Linked DNA regions of Mus musculus: region 1 is linked to region 2. A link is a contact called in public promoter capture Hi-C data. All regions are on one chromosome and are shown on one strand. The core of a region is the stretch at or near the end of the contact, and the rest is flanking DNA. Distances in the headings are between cores, read along the strand shown. Region 1 holds the start of Exo1 (exonuclease 1). Region 2 overlaps Fmn2 (formin 2).

What was found. Promoter capture Hi-C pulls out the DNA fragments that hold promoters and counts their contacts.
Region 1: a contact with region 2 is called in a promoter capture Hi-C map of pre-B cells, with 5 times the contacts expected there. The contact joins the promoter of Exo1 here to the enhancer-like site in region 2. A contact is called at or near these places in 8 of 39 promoter capture datasets (3T3-L1-derived adipocytes, the C10 cell line, cranial neural crest and 4 more) and 3 of 115 datasets of contacts at active chromatin or transcription factors (embryonic limb bud, large pre-B cells and pro-B cells).

Annotation. Positions count from the first base shown.
Region 1 is chr1:175,876,805-175,883,837 of GRCm38.p6, forward strand. Exo1 (exonuclease 1) reads left to right here and starts at 3,974. Exons shown (of 15, transcript NM_012012.4): 1 at 3,974-4,052; 2 at 4,328-4,396; 3 at 6,091-6,264. The coding sequence starts at 6,104. Gm36360 (a long non-coding RNA gene) reads right to left here and starts at 3,951. Exons shown (of 3, transcript XR_373723.2): 1 at 3,868-3,951.
Region 2 is chr1:174,657,987-174,664,100 of GRCm38.p6, forward strand. All of the region lies in intron 7 of Fmn2 (formin 2), which reads left to right. Among named protein-coding and RNA genes, the nearest start is that of Gm51689, 96 kb to the right of the region's middle. Within about 2 kb of position 1,680, at least 10 of the 459 cell types and tissues checked have an H3K27ac peak or open chromatin away from gene starts, as enhancers often do. A contact at or near this core is called in pro-B cells, where this site is marked.

The sequences.
Region 1 (7,033 bases), core at 2,724-5,223, 1.2 Mb after region 2:
GACCTCTAGATGAATATCTATTTTCCAATTATAGTAGAACTCAAATATTTTCTGTGGGCTGACAAGATGGCTCAGGGCTACGTATATTTGCCACCAAGGCTCAAGGCCTAAGTTCAATCCCCAGAATCTATATAGTAAAAAGAGAGAACTGGTTCAGTTAGTTGTCCTCTGACCAACACACACACACACACACACACACACACACACACACACACACAGAGAGAGAGAGAGAGAGAGAGAGAGATACACATGTATACAGAGAGAAGTAAGCACATACACATATAGTATTATATTAATTATCTAATTGAAAACAGAAATGTATAGAAAAGGAATAAAAAATCTGCCATCCTACTATTTAGAAATATCAACTATTAACTCCTTATTTTATCTGTTTTTTTGTCGTTTTGTTTTATTTTTAATTGTTTATTTATTTAGTGTATATGTGTACACTGTAGCTATCTTCAGACACACCAGAAGAGGGCATCCAACCTCATTACAGGTGGTTGTAAGCTACCATGTGATTGCTGGGAATTGAACTCAGAACTTCTGGAAGAGCACTCAGTGCTCTTAACCACTGAGCCATCTCTCCAGCCCATTTTCTCTGTTTTTAATGTGTGAGTGTGTGCTTGTTTTGTTAAGTTTGCCTGTACAGTTCATGGAAATGAAATATGTGGTGCTTCTTCTCTATCATGACTTCCTGAGCATTCTTCTGCATTAATGTCATATTTTATATTCTTTCATTGTGGGTGGGCCAGACTGACTTAACTTTCCACCTGCTGTTGGATACCTGTGTTTGTTTTTATTGTAAATGATGGACACACTTATATTTTTATCCTCTAAAACATCAATCTTCTTAGGATACATTCCTTGAAGACTACTTGCAGAATTAAAGCGTTTTATCATCTTTTCTCTTTTACGGTCTTTGTATGCACTGCCAGATTGTCCTGCAGGAAAGGATTATTCAAACCACCAGCACTTAGGAGAGTGCCTTTTCGTGCTCCCTCCAAATCCAAGATGTTTTTTTGGTAAAACTATTTTCACTATATGAATGGTATAAATATTACCACCATCTCCTCTTACATTTTATCTCTATGAATGCTAAGAAGTTGACCTAAGTTGCTACTGGGAAATAGATGTGCATTTATCCCTTATTTCCATTTATTTTGCAGATCCCTCTTTGGATTCTCTGTCCATCCTCTTCCATTAGGTTGTCAAGGCCTCTTTTCTGCACGAGGTCTCACTATGCAGCTCAAGATGACTTCAAACTCCTCCTCCTGCTGCTGTTGCTGCTGCTCAGTCTCCTTGGTGCTAGCGTTCCAAACCTGTCTTTGGATATCCGGCTTTATAAAATAAATTATACTATTTTTAAGTGTGTGTGTTTGTGTGAGAGAGTGGGAGTGTGTGTGAGTGTCCAGAGTGGCCAAATGAGTCAGATCCCCCGGAGTTGGAGTTATTGGTGGTTGTGAGCCATCCATTATTGGTGCTGGAATCAAATTCAGGTCCTCCTTAACTACTGAGACATTTCTCCAGCCCCAGCATGTCCAGCACAAGTATGTCTATAAACCTCATAGATGTCTGGTATCTAGTGGACTAGAAGAGGCATCAGACCCCCTGGGAACTGAAGTTATAAACAGTTGTGAGTCACCATGTGGATTCTGAGAATTGAACCCAGGTACTCTGGAAAAGCAGCCAGCTATAAACTGTTCAGCCATCTCTCAGGCCCAATATCTCCATTCTTAACTCTGATTTTTTTTCCTTTTTCATGCAAATACATTCAGGCTTTTTGTTTTTGTTTGTTTGGTTTTGGTTTGAGACAGGGTTTCTCTATGTAGCCCTGGCTGTCCTGGATCTCACACTGTAGACCAAGCTGGCCTCGAACTCAGGAATCCACCTGCCTCTGCTTCCCAAGTGCTGAGATTAAAGGCATGAGCCACCATTGCCTGGCACATGCAGGCTTCTTAATATATTAAATGATTATCCTTCTGCTTCTATGAGCTATAAAATATGCATATTTTAAATATACATTTAAAATTTTTCATTCAGATAGATAGAAAGATATATTGTGTGTGTGTGTGTTTTACCACAATATAACAAAGAAAAGAGGACATTAGCCAGATCTGGGCATTTTCTATAACTGTAAATCCACATTCTTTCAGAAAGTCTAATGACTTAAAGTCAATTTGTTTGGGCAAAGAAAAAGATTTACTTGAAAACCAATGATGGTGTAGCTCCCCAACAAAGCCCAGCCTCCTTGGGGCTGCAGTCACGAATATGATCTAGGGATTTGCTGGGGGAACATATCACTGGGGTAGTAGTCCGCCTTACCAGTGCACCAGGTACTCTGTGTTAATTAGTACTTATATATTAATGGATGTTTGGGGTTCTGTAAGTTTAAAGAAAGGTAACACAACAGATAATACCATCGTGCATCTTTTGAGTTCCTTTCCTGGAGAATAACTAATTTGTCACTGAATTGTTAGGATATTAAAGGTGAACCCAGAGAGCAGAGAGGATCACACATGGTATCTTTACATGGAGGGCAAGAGAGAGAAAAGCTTTTTTTTTTACAGACATGGGCAGGGAAGATTCTTATTTTAAAAGATCCTGACAGAATGTAAAAGGTCACAGAAGCCCTGAAATTGGCAAGATTGATGTCACTGTTAGCAGAACTAGCTTCACTGATTTAGAAAAAATAGAGGTGCACAATGCTCTGGCCACTCCTTGAACCTGTGTGTCTGCCAATGTTTTGACCATTCCTTGAACCCATGTGTGTGCCCACTGCTGCACCTCACTGCCAGGTGTTTGTGATATTGGTTGCTGGGAGAGTCAGAAAATCTCCCCAGCAACCACAGCCCAGCCAATCCGGAGTTGCTACACCTGCACCAGACTCTTTCCTTGTACCCCTCCCATACCCATTTCTTGAGAATAGACATTGTTTAGATCTGGAAATCCCCTACTCCCCCCTTCTCCTTCCCCCCAGGGCCTATAAAAACTGAGACCCCTTTCCCCTCAGGGTCGACTCCTCTACTCCTGCGTGGGATGTGAGTCGTCCCCAGAGCTCTAGCTTTCCCCGAATAAAGCCTCATGTGGTTTGCATCAAGCTTGGTCTCTCATGAGTTCTTGGGTGTCCGCTATTGTCCTGAGGCCTGAGCGAGGGGCTCCTCTCGGAGTCTTTCAATTTCACACTTAGATAGCTTCAGTCAGAGGAGTCTGCTGGGGCAAAGACAGTAAGAGACTAAATTATGTACAGTCCGGCTGTGTGACTTCTAAAATTAGTAAGTTTTTAAAAGTCCATTAAGAAGAGAAACTAGAGGGGTTTTCTTTCCTTGATAACACTAGGAAATGTGACCCAATACAACCAACAATATACAGGGTTTAATAACTTGAACCATTGGGCCATTTTGTTTCTTAGTTATAAGGATAACATTTTCCCAACTCGTATCAGGGATAAAGCCATATAATGAATAAAGTGGGTAAGCGCAGACTATAATCAAACTATAGCAACATGAAAGCTTTGTACAAAACTTCAATTTGCATAGAGGTGAGGATGTTTCGGAGACGAAAGACTGTGGTGTTGGCCTGGAATTAAGCAACTATGAACTGGGCTCCTTTTCCGGGTTTAAAATAACAAAATATGTTTGACTCCAAGTTGGGAGTTCTTTAGCACGCATGTACCTGGATCCAGTGGCTTGGTCAAGGGAGAACTACAACTCCCAGCAGCACCGGCGAGAGCGCAACTTCCGGGCCTAGAGTTTCTCTTGCCCCCTCCCTTACCACCACCCCACTTCTCTCACAAACAAGCCGACTTTTCGCTTCTAGCGTCGCCGAGTTCGAGATGGCATTGGCCATTGGCGGCGGACTTCCTACCTTGCAAGGAAGGGCTCAGGACTCGGCTAAGAGGAAAGTCGGGTCATAGAAAGCGGGAGGTGGAGGCTGCGGCTCAGGACGCCCAGGGACGTCATGTCCGCTGGGCGGGGCTTCCCGATCCCGCGCAAATCGAAAGGTCCATGGCTGCGCTTGCAGCAGCCGCTCGCCGCCGTTCTGAACCCCAGGTGAGCGAGCGAGCCCCTATGCGGGCGGCCGGGCGGTCACTGGAGCAGCGGGCCGTGTGGAGGAAAGTGGGGTCCCCATGACTCTGATCCACGTGCCTTCTGCCCCTCGGCGCGAAACCCGGATCTCCGGGAAGTGAGCGGGAGCGTGGAGCGCCTGCAGGCGACTGCCTCGGCCTCCGGGTCTCCCGCTTTCCGCAGAGGCGGGCTGACGTGTGTCCTTACCAACACTCGTACCTAGCGATGAATTCCCTTTGTATATGCTCTCTCCTGTGCAGGTTTGAGGAGCCACGGCGCCTGGAATGGACTTGTGTGCTATGCCTGTTCGTTCGGGAGACGGGACTAAGGTGAAGCCGCTGCTGCTGTTACCTCGGGTACCACCGGCGACCTTCTGGTGTTGATGCGCCACATGGCACTCAGTCACTTCTATACTAAAGAGGAAATATTTATTCGAGATTTAGTTGGCCTAGAAGAAAGAAACTTAAGGAAATTTCACGAAATGTAATTATGTCCCTCCCCCACCCCAACCCCCCCCCCCCCCAGCATGCACGAAATCATGTTTTAGAGACGTTGTCTTTTAAACGTAGTGGACTCGTTTTACACAGACCCACCTGCACCCAAATTGGCTGATGTTTAAAATTACGGGTTCATGCCCCCCTTTAGGGATTCATAGTTAATGGGCATGACCTTAAAGGTAAATGAATCTCTCAAGTGTCAGGGCTGCTAGCTAAGGGCATGGCCACTTTCCTGTGGTGTCAACAGGGCACCTCTGGCTTATCCCATAGTCTTTAAGAACATGATCTTAGGTCTGTTGAATCAGGTGCCTGTCCCTGTGACCTCACTGCTGAGAGAGGGGAAGGTAAGAGTGGAAAATCCCAGAGAGCTCAGCCTAAGACCTAACTAGCCTGGTGGACGCAGCTCAAACAAACAAGGTGGACTGCCTTTCACATCCTCCGATTCAAACTCCATCACGCATGCATCATACACAGAAAGAATAGTTGCAGAGGGTAATAGCCTTTGCTCTTGCAACCATGAGGACCTAAGTTAGAATCCTCCCCCCAGCCCCCTCCCCATTAAAACCCCCTGTGCCTGAGCCTGCTGGTAACTGCAGAGATTGGGAGGCAGAGGTGGCAGATCCCAAGACCTCATTGGGCCTAGTTGGTTCCGTAACACCCTGCCTCAAGGTGATAGACAGGTAGCAATAGAGGAAGACACCCAATGCCTTGCTCTGGGCTCTGCATGGATGTACCCACACACTCATTACATGCACACACTCCCTAATACAAATACCTGATCTTAGATGGTAATACTGTATTGGGAAGTGGCAAGCAGCTGCTGGAGTTGGAGTAGGAAGGCGGGGGTGGGGTGGGGGGGGGTGTTAGTTGCTTTGAAGGGGCTGCCATCTCCAGGACTTCCATGTAAGGACCTAGAAGGGAATGGAAATTATAACTGTTTGTTTCTTGAAGCTGTTTTGCACATCAAACACGGCTTCATGTGTCTTTGGTATAGCCTTCAATGAATCTGATGAAATTTCCCCTAGATGCCACCATGGCTAATTACCAGGGTATTGCTTGGAATAAACCATTCTGGTAGTGTGGGATTGCTGACATGCTTTTCAGTTGAAATGTCTGTCCTTCTCCAAACTTTGGAGTTTCTACACTGAACTTTGGATGCGCCCCTTTAATATAGGGGTGAATATGATACCATAGCATGCAGTGTTATAGGCTCATAGTCCTCTTTTTATGAAAGGAGAGACTCAGTTTTAATGTCTGAGTCCAAGTGTTAAGAGAGATAAGAGCCCACGTTAGGATTGTAAGTATGGAAGCATTTTTGGAAACAAATAACCACGAAGGAACTCCCCAGTGGTGTTCAGGTGAGTGTTGGTGATTAATGAAGTTCTGAGCTACAGAAGTTGCCCGAGAGAAGGCCAATCATTAGCTAAATGTTACTGTCGGTGCTAGACTCCACACTGAATTTCTAAAGCTTTTTGGTAAATCAGCCTTGGTTTCATGTTGCTCTCCTCCCTTTTTCCTTCATGTAGTTAACTTGGCACGATGGGGATTCAAGGGTTACTTCAGTTCATCCAAGAAGCTTCTGAACCTGTCAACGTGAAGAAGTACAAAGGACAGGCAGTGGCTGTGGATACCTACTGTTGGCTTCACAAAGGGGCTATTGCTTGTGCTGAAAAGCTAGCCAAAGGGGAACCTACAGATAGGTGAGTTTGCAGTGTATATCACTTGGTTTGAGAGCTAGAATGGTATGCTTTCTGTTTTTGGGTCAGCCCCAGGTATTTCAGGCTGGCCGGGGATTTGCTATAGCCAAGGATGACCTGGAGGAGGAGTCTAATCCATTGTGCCGCCACTGCCCAGCTTCCTGTATGCCAGGGACTGAGCCCAGGGCATCATGCATGCTAAGCAAGCACGTCTATGAACTGGGCGATATCCACAGCACCTCAGTCCTTTTTCTTTTTCACCTTTGTTTCTCCGGTCATTGTTTCAATAAATACTAGCATTTAATAAGAGCATGTGCTTAGAGCATTGCCAGACTTCTTCTGTGGTACAGGTCTGATGTTTGGTCTTAGTAAGAAGGCATAGTGGCAGGATACAGACAGACAAAAGTTGAATATTATCTCCTGAAAGAGTGGGGATTTTTTCTCCTGTTCCCAAACTCCTGAAATACCAACTCTGGGACTATAATTATGTTTACAAATACCTTGGCCATGAGCTTTGGCTGTGCGCCAACTAGCTTGTATATTAATCATCCCTTTGTTGTATTGGGCTACTTGGCTGGTTACCTCTGCTTGGCTCTCATGTTTCTGTCCTTCGTGTTCCTGAGTGAATCCCCCATGCCTGACTCTGTCCCAGAATCCTTGCTTCCTCCGGGAACTCCCACCTTCTATTTCCTGCCTCTAGATTCCTTCCTTCTGCTATAGTGCAATCAGCTTTGTTTGATCGATGAAGATTCCTTCTACCTATCCCCCTGTT
Region 2 (6,114 bases), core at 430-2,929:
CTGTCTTCTGGGTACATCGAGACTGTTGCACTCATGAACTCACAGTGGCTAAGCTTGACCAATACAAGATCTAACCATGCAGAAACTCACCGTAAATGGGGAGGGGTTCACGAAAATACCAGTTATGGCTAAGGAACCTGGGCAGATGAGACCCGCTGAAATAGGGGTGTCAGTTTGCTTCAGGGAAGTGGCCCCTATTAGATTGCCCATGACCTGGTGGATGGCCCTACAGTCATGCACACAAGGGTAGCCCTGACTAAACTCAGTGGACTATGAAGACAGAATGTGAGTTTAGTACAGGGTTGTGGGCTGTGGGCATCTGGGAGGAAGTGGAGAGGAAATTCAGTCACTGATGTTATACATTGTATAGAGGTATGAAATTATCAAGTAAGGATTTTTTCGAAAGACTGTGTTAGAGACTTTGATCCTACTAGTGAAATATGTTCATTTGAACTTTTGAGTACATTAAGATGCTTCATTTTGTTATTAGACTAGCCCTTATCTGCTAACAAAAGAAAAGGTTGGCATTGAAGGCCAATGGTTTCTTCATTCCTACTGCCTCCTTTGCCTTCTTTATTCCACCAGTCCATCACCCCCACTCCTTCCTTACTACCCAGCCCATGATGAAGCCTCTCACCTAGTGCACAGTGCCACCACTATGATGTTCTTTGCAAGTGCACGGGGTCAGCAAGGATGATTTGGCCCTCTGAAGCCACGAGATAAAGAAATCCTTCCTCTGTCTTTCCTTTGAGCATTTTGTTAACATCCATGCAAAGCAGCTAATATGATAGCCTATCACACAGCTGCTAAGATGATTATAGGTTTATTGTTTTGAAAAAGTAGGTACTAAGCACGAGTTAGATGGGTTCACCTCTGTAGATGGCCAAAGGATTAACATCCATGTCTAGCTCTCGAAGTTCTTAGTTGTACATTGACAATTTTCAGCTAAGTTTTCATTATTTTCTTATGATTTTGCAACTTGCATTGTCTGTATTCCTTACTTTCTTTCCCTCCCGCAATGTGTCTGTCGAGATAAAATATAAATGATAAAATTCACTGACATCACTCCTCTGACAACTATTTAGATGAATTATATTGAAAGAAGTTCTTGTCTCTAAAATTTTAATTATTGTGTTTATAAACTCAAGCTTTTCTGCTTGTAATTTCCTTTCAAGTGAGATGACTATATATGCATATATATATGTATATATATGTAAAATTAGACTGAAATATATGAATATTTATAGTGTATAAGTTATTTTACACTATAAATTGTTTTAAGTTATGTAAGACATATCATATATTTCTTGGGCAATATAGATGTTTACTTTCAAAAGAAAATTTAATACTCTTAGTTTTAAAAAGTGTATGTTAGAAAACAGGAGCAAAAAAAAAAAAAGGAATCTCAGAGGTAGGGTCCTATTTTCAGGGGACCTCACTGAGCTTGCTTTTACAAGAGTGTAAATGTTTACCTAAGCAAGAAGGTGAAATCTGTTATGCCCAATAAAGGACATTGTGCAGTGCTCCTTTACGGAAAACATTCAGCAGACAGTGGGTGTTTTACACACAGTCCAGTGCGTTGTCTGAGGCAATTTACTCATCCATACACTATGCTTAAAATAAACACTACCTGGGAACTTGCCAGCCGCGGTTTTTCTACCTCTTACTCCACACCCTAGATTTTGTCACCTGCCAAAGTCAAATATGTCTTATCTAAACAGTTGAGATAAGCATGGAGTCAGACCCACTATGGTCCGATCAACAAACCTCTTCAAAACCAGAAATGAAACACAATATCACCAGATTAAACAGTCTACAGTGCAATCAGGTTTGCGTTTAAAGATTTTATTCGGGAAGGATTACAGTCTTGGTATCCATTTTTCCCTCTGCCTAGACAAGAAGGCGACACTCTGACTCAAACAAAATGCATTTGTTCTCCAATAATTTAACTTGTACAGTTCTTATAAACAAGGCCTATATGCAGCCTACTGCCTTAATCAGAAACGTACGTCTTTACCCCCCTGTATGCAAGTTTGCTTGGCACGTACCTCTCTTGGGTTGTATATCACACTGATTTCTTTCTTCCCAGCCAGCCAGTCTGTAGCCTATGTGTAAAACATTTAGAATTCTTGCCTTTTGCTGCCTTTACTTTAAAACAAAGCCCAACCATCAAAAAATTCCCTAAGAAGGGAAGATGGACTCAACGAAGGTGAATTTTAAAAAAACTGAATCTTCAAAAATGCACTCTTTTTCCTTTTAAGCAATATACTATTTTAATTGTTAAGAAGCCTACAAGGGGAAGAGTGATATAAAGTCTGCAAGGGGAGGGGCTATAGCTGCCAACTTTGCCACTCTATCTTCAGGCTTAGGATGAATCTCAAGGTTAAATTTTGAAGTCTGAATATTTGTTCCCTGAATGAGTGCTTGGTGTTTTCAGCAATGTATACTCTCTCCCTTGTAGATGGATGCAACTATTTCCTATTAATTGCATACTTTGCTGATCTTGCAAAGGATGCTTCTGGGATGACTGTCATTGACCCGTTAAGGAAATGATCCTATGACGTCATCTTACAGTTTTTTTTTTTTGTTTTGTTTTTTTTTTGTTTTTTTTTTTTTTTTTTTTGTTTTTATAGTAATCAAAGAGAACAGGTCATGACAGCATTATCATTTTGTGGAGGAACCTTCAGGGTTTATTACTGATGATGAATTTCCGGATCTTTTTGTAGACTGCCCACTAACTTGAAAAGTGCTTGTTTCCCTGTAGTTCTTCCAATGTGTAACAGGATTAGCTCTGCTGGCCTTGCCTTTGGTTCTTGCGTGCTGTCCTTCTAAACGGAAGTAAGAAATATGTACTCAGGTTTTTTAACATATATTTTGTTTTAAAAGAACAAATATATCTCCAGTGGCACAGCGACTGACCTTAGGCTATGATATATAAACATGTTTACTGGTTTTTAAGCTGACGTGACAATGTTTCACACAGGCGTTTCCCTACCTTCTTTGTTGATCCTCACCCCTCACTTCTGTTCCCTCCCCACTCCCTCTGGCCCTATCCTCCATCCAATAGGACCCTTCTGCTTTCACATCAACCCTTTTAATTTTGAATACCAACTTTGGCAGATTATTCCACAGAGTAGAGCTGTTATCTCTATTCTTTATAACAACATGGCCATATATGAACCCATTTTCCTTCTGAAAAATCTGAGGCCCAAGGAGCCTACAAAGTCTCTGCATGAGACACAAGGCTGACCAGTTGCAGACCCATGTTTTGCATCCATGTGTGGATTTTAGAATATAGATATAAGTCTCTGGTAATTTCAGGAAAACTGCAATTTTTTATTTTTTTATTTTTGTAAGTTAAAACACCTTTGTGAATATAAATTGTGGACTGAAATGAGGGGAGCATTTTAAAGATATAGAACCTTAAAAATATGGGTAGCAGGCTGCTGTTCTTTTATGTGGTATTCATAAACAAGGCATTGATTTATACTTCATTTAACATAGATAGGCTTAACATCATTAAAAATTACTTGAAATAGTCAGGAGCCTGTGTATGTGAGTACATAAAGAATGCCAAACTAAACATCTGGTAGGATTCCCACAGGCTGGCTGAAGGAATGAAGCCTCCCTGGGAAAGACTGAGAATTTACCTCATAGTTAATCTACATGTACAGACCCCTGCATTTTGCTTCAGTCTTTCTTTGCACACTGTGTGTGTGTGTGTGTGTGTGTGTGTGTGTGTGTGTGTGTGTGTGTGTGTGTGTGTGTGTCTATAGTATTTAGGGAATTCTATGGGCCCAGTGAGAGCTAAAGTAACATTTGTGCTATTTCCCAATCTCCATGGAAGGACATGGTGTGTCTATGAATGGCTGTGCTCATGCATATGGAAGCCACATAGCAACATTTCATGTCTTTCTCTATTGCTTTCCATCATATTTACCTTAGTCTTTGAGGCAGGATCTCTCACTGAACCTGGAGCTCTCTGATTGTATTGATTGGCTTGACTAGATGAGTAGTAACCCAGCGGGTTTGCATCTTCCCTTCTTCAGTATGAGGGTTACTAAGATCCATGGCCAGTATTAATGTGGGTTCTAAGAGTCCCAGTGTGGGTCATCTTGTTCTTCATATTCACTGACTAAGCCATCTTCCTATAACTTGTTTCTGTAAAATGGGTGTAAGTGTGAGGGTCTCTGAGGTATACTGCTGTCCTTTGTTTATGGAGAGTTTGGAACTGAGAGGACCTGGAGATCCATTTAAGAGTAGTCTTTTAGGGAATATTTCAGAGGTTGCATAGGCTAGAGTCTGAGGTTGCTATTTGTTAAAAACCTCAATTAAGGGCTGAGGAAGCAGTTCAGATAGTAGTTTTTGCCTTGCTAACAAAGGATCCCAGTACAGTGCCCAGAACACACATTAGATAAAATCCACAGTGACATGTGCTCGTAAGCACAGCAGTAGGTGTCTTTGAGGATTGCTGGCCATCGAGCCCTGGCACTTTGTAAGTTTAAAGTGGTAGTAGAGTAAGATGCAGTCTCAAAAACTTAACATAGATGATTCCTGAGAAACACCAGCGAAAGCAATACCTTACCTCCTCACAAAGGTGCACATGTATACAGGCATGCACATGTACCTCCCATATGCTTTCTTCAGTAAAATGCCATTGAGGTTACGTCTTACCCTAATTATAATAGCAATCATTAAGAAAAAAAATAACAAACAGTAGTGAGGGTGTGGACAAAAGGGACCCTTTATACACTGCTGTTGGGAAAGTGAACTAGTCCAGTCACTGTATGAATCCAGAGCTTTGTCAAGCTCCTCAAAGTGTTCTATCATGTGACCTACATACAAAGTATCTCAGAGGTACTTGTACATCCATGGTTCTTGCAGTCCTCTTTCACAGTATGCAAGTAATAGAACTCATGGAGGTGTACAAAACTGAAGAATGGTGAAATGATTGTAGGTCCATGGCGGCAATACCAGGTGACATTGTGTAATTTCAAAACAAACTGCAGGCACATTACCATAATCCAGAATGAAGTCGTGTGATTTCAAGAAGGTGGGTACAACTGGAACCAATCATACTGAGTAAACCATGCCAATTTCAGAAAGACAATACTGTGTGTATTAATTTCATTGTTTTGTTTCATATATTGATTGTCTATAGCTAAGCTATATGAGACCATGCATGTATATATAAGGCAATCCTAGAGAAACAAAGGTGTGAAACAGGAGGGGAGGTACAAGAAATGAGGACCGAGAAGGGTATAAGGGAAAATATGTTCAACACACAATATAAACCTGGGTCAAATTGTTGTTGTTGTTATTTCACTCTTCACTTTATATCCCACTCACTGCCCCCCTCCTAGTCACCCCTTCCCTTCTTCCCTGAGCTAATAGATTCCCCCTGGGTATCATCCCACTCTGGCATATCAAATCTCTGTGAGGCTAGGCATATCTTCTCCCACTGAGGCCAGACAAAGCACCCCAGCTAGAAGAACATATATCATGTACAGGCACCAGCTTTTGGGATAACCCCTACTCCAGTTGCTTAGGACCCACAGGAAGACCAAGCTGCACATCTGCTACATATGTGTGGGGAGGCCCAGGTCCAGCTCATGTATGGTTTTGTTTTTGAATGGTGGTTCAATCTCTGAGAGCTGCAAGGGTTCACGTTAGTTGACCGTGTTGGTCTTCCTATGAAATTCCTATCCCCTTAGGGGCTGCAATCCTTCCTCCAATTCTTCCATATGAGTTCCCAAGCTCCATTCACTGTTTGGCTGTGGGTATCTGCATCTGTGTGTTTGTCAGCTGCTGGGTAAAGCTTCTCAGTGGACAGCCATGCTAGAATCCTGTCTGCAAGCATAACAATGTCTTATTTAGTGTCAGGGATTGGTGCCTTCCCATGGGATGTGTCTCAAGTTGGACTGATTATTCCCTCAGTCTCTGCTTCATCCGCTGTGCCTGCATTTCTTGTAGACAAGATTAATTTTGGGTCAAAGTTTTGTGGGTAGGTTGGTGTCCCTATCATTCCACTGTGATTTCTGCCTGGCTACAGGAGGTAGCCTCTTCAGGATCCATTGAAAATTTTAACTGAATTAACAATTACAGTGATAAATA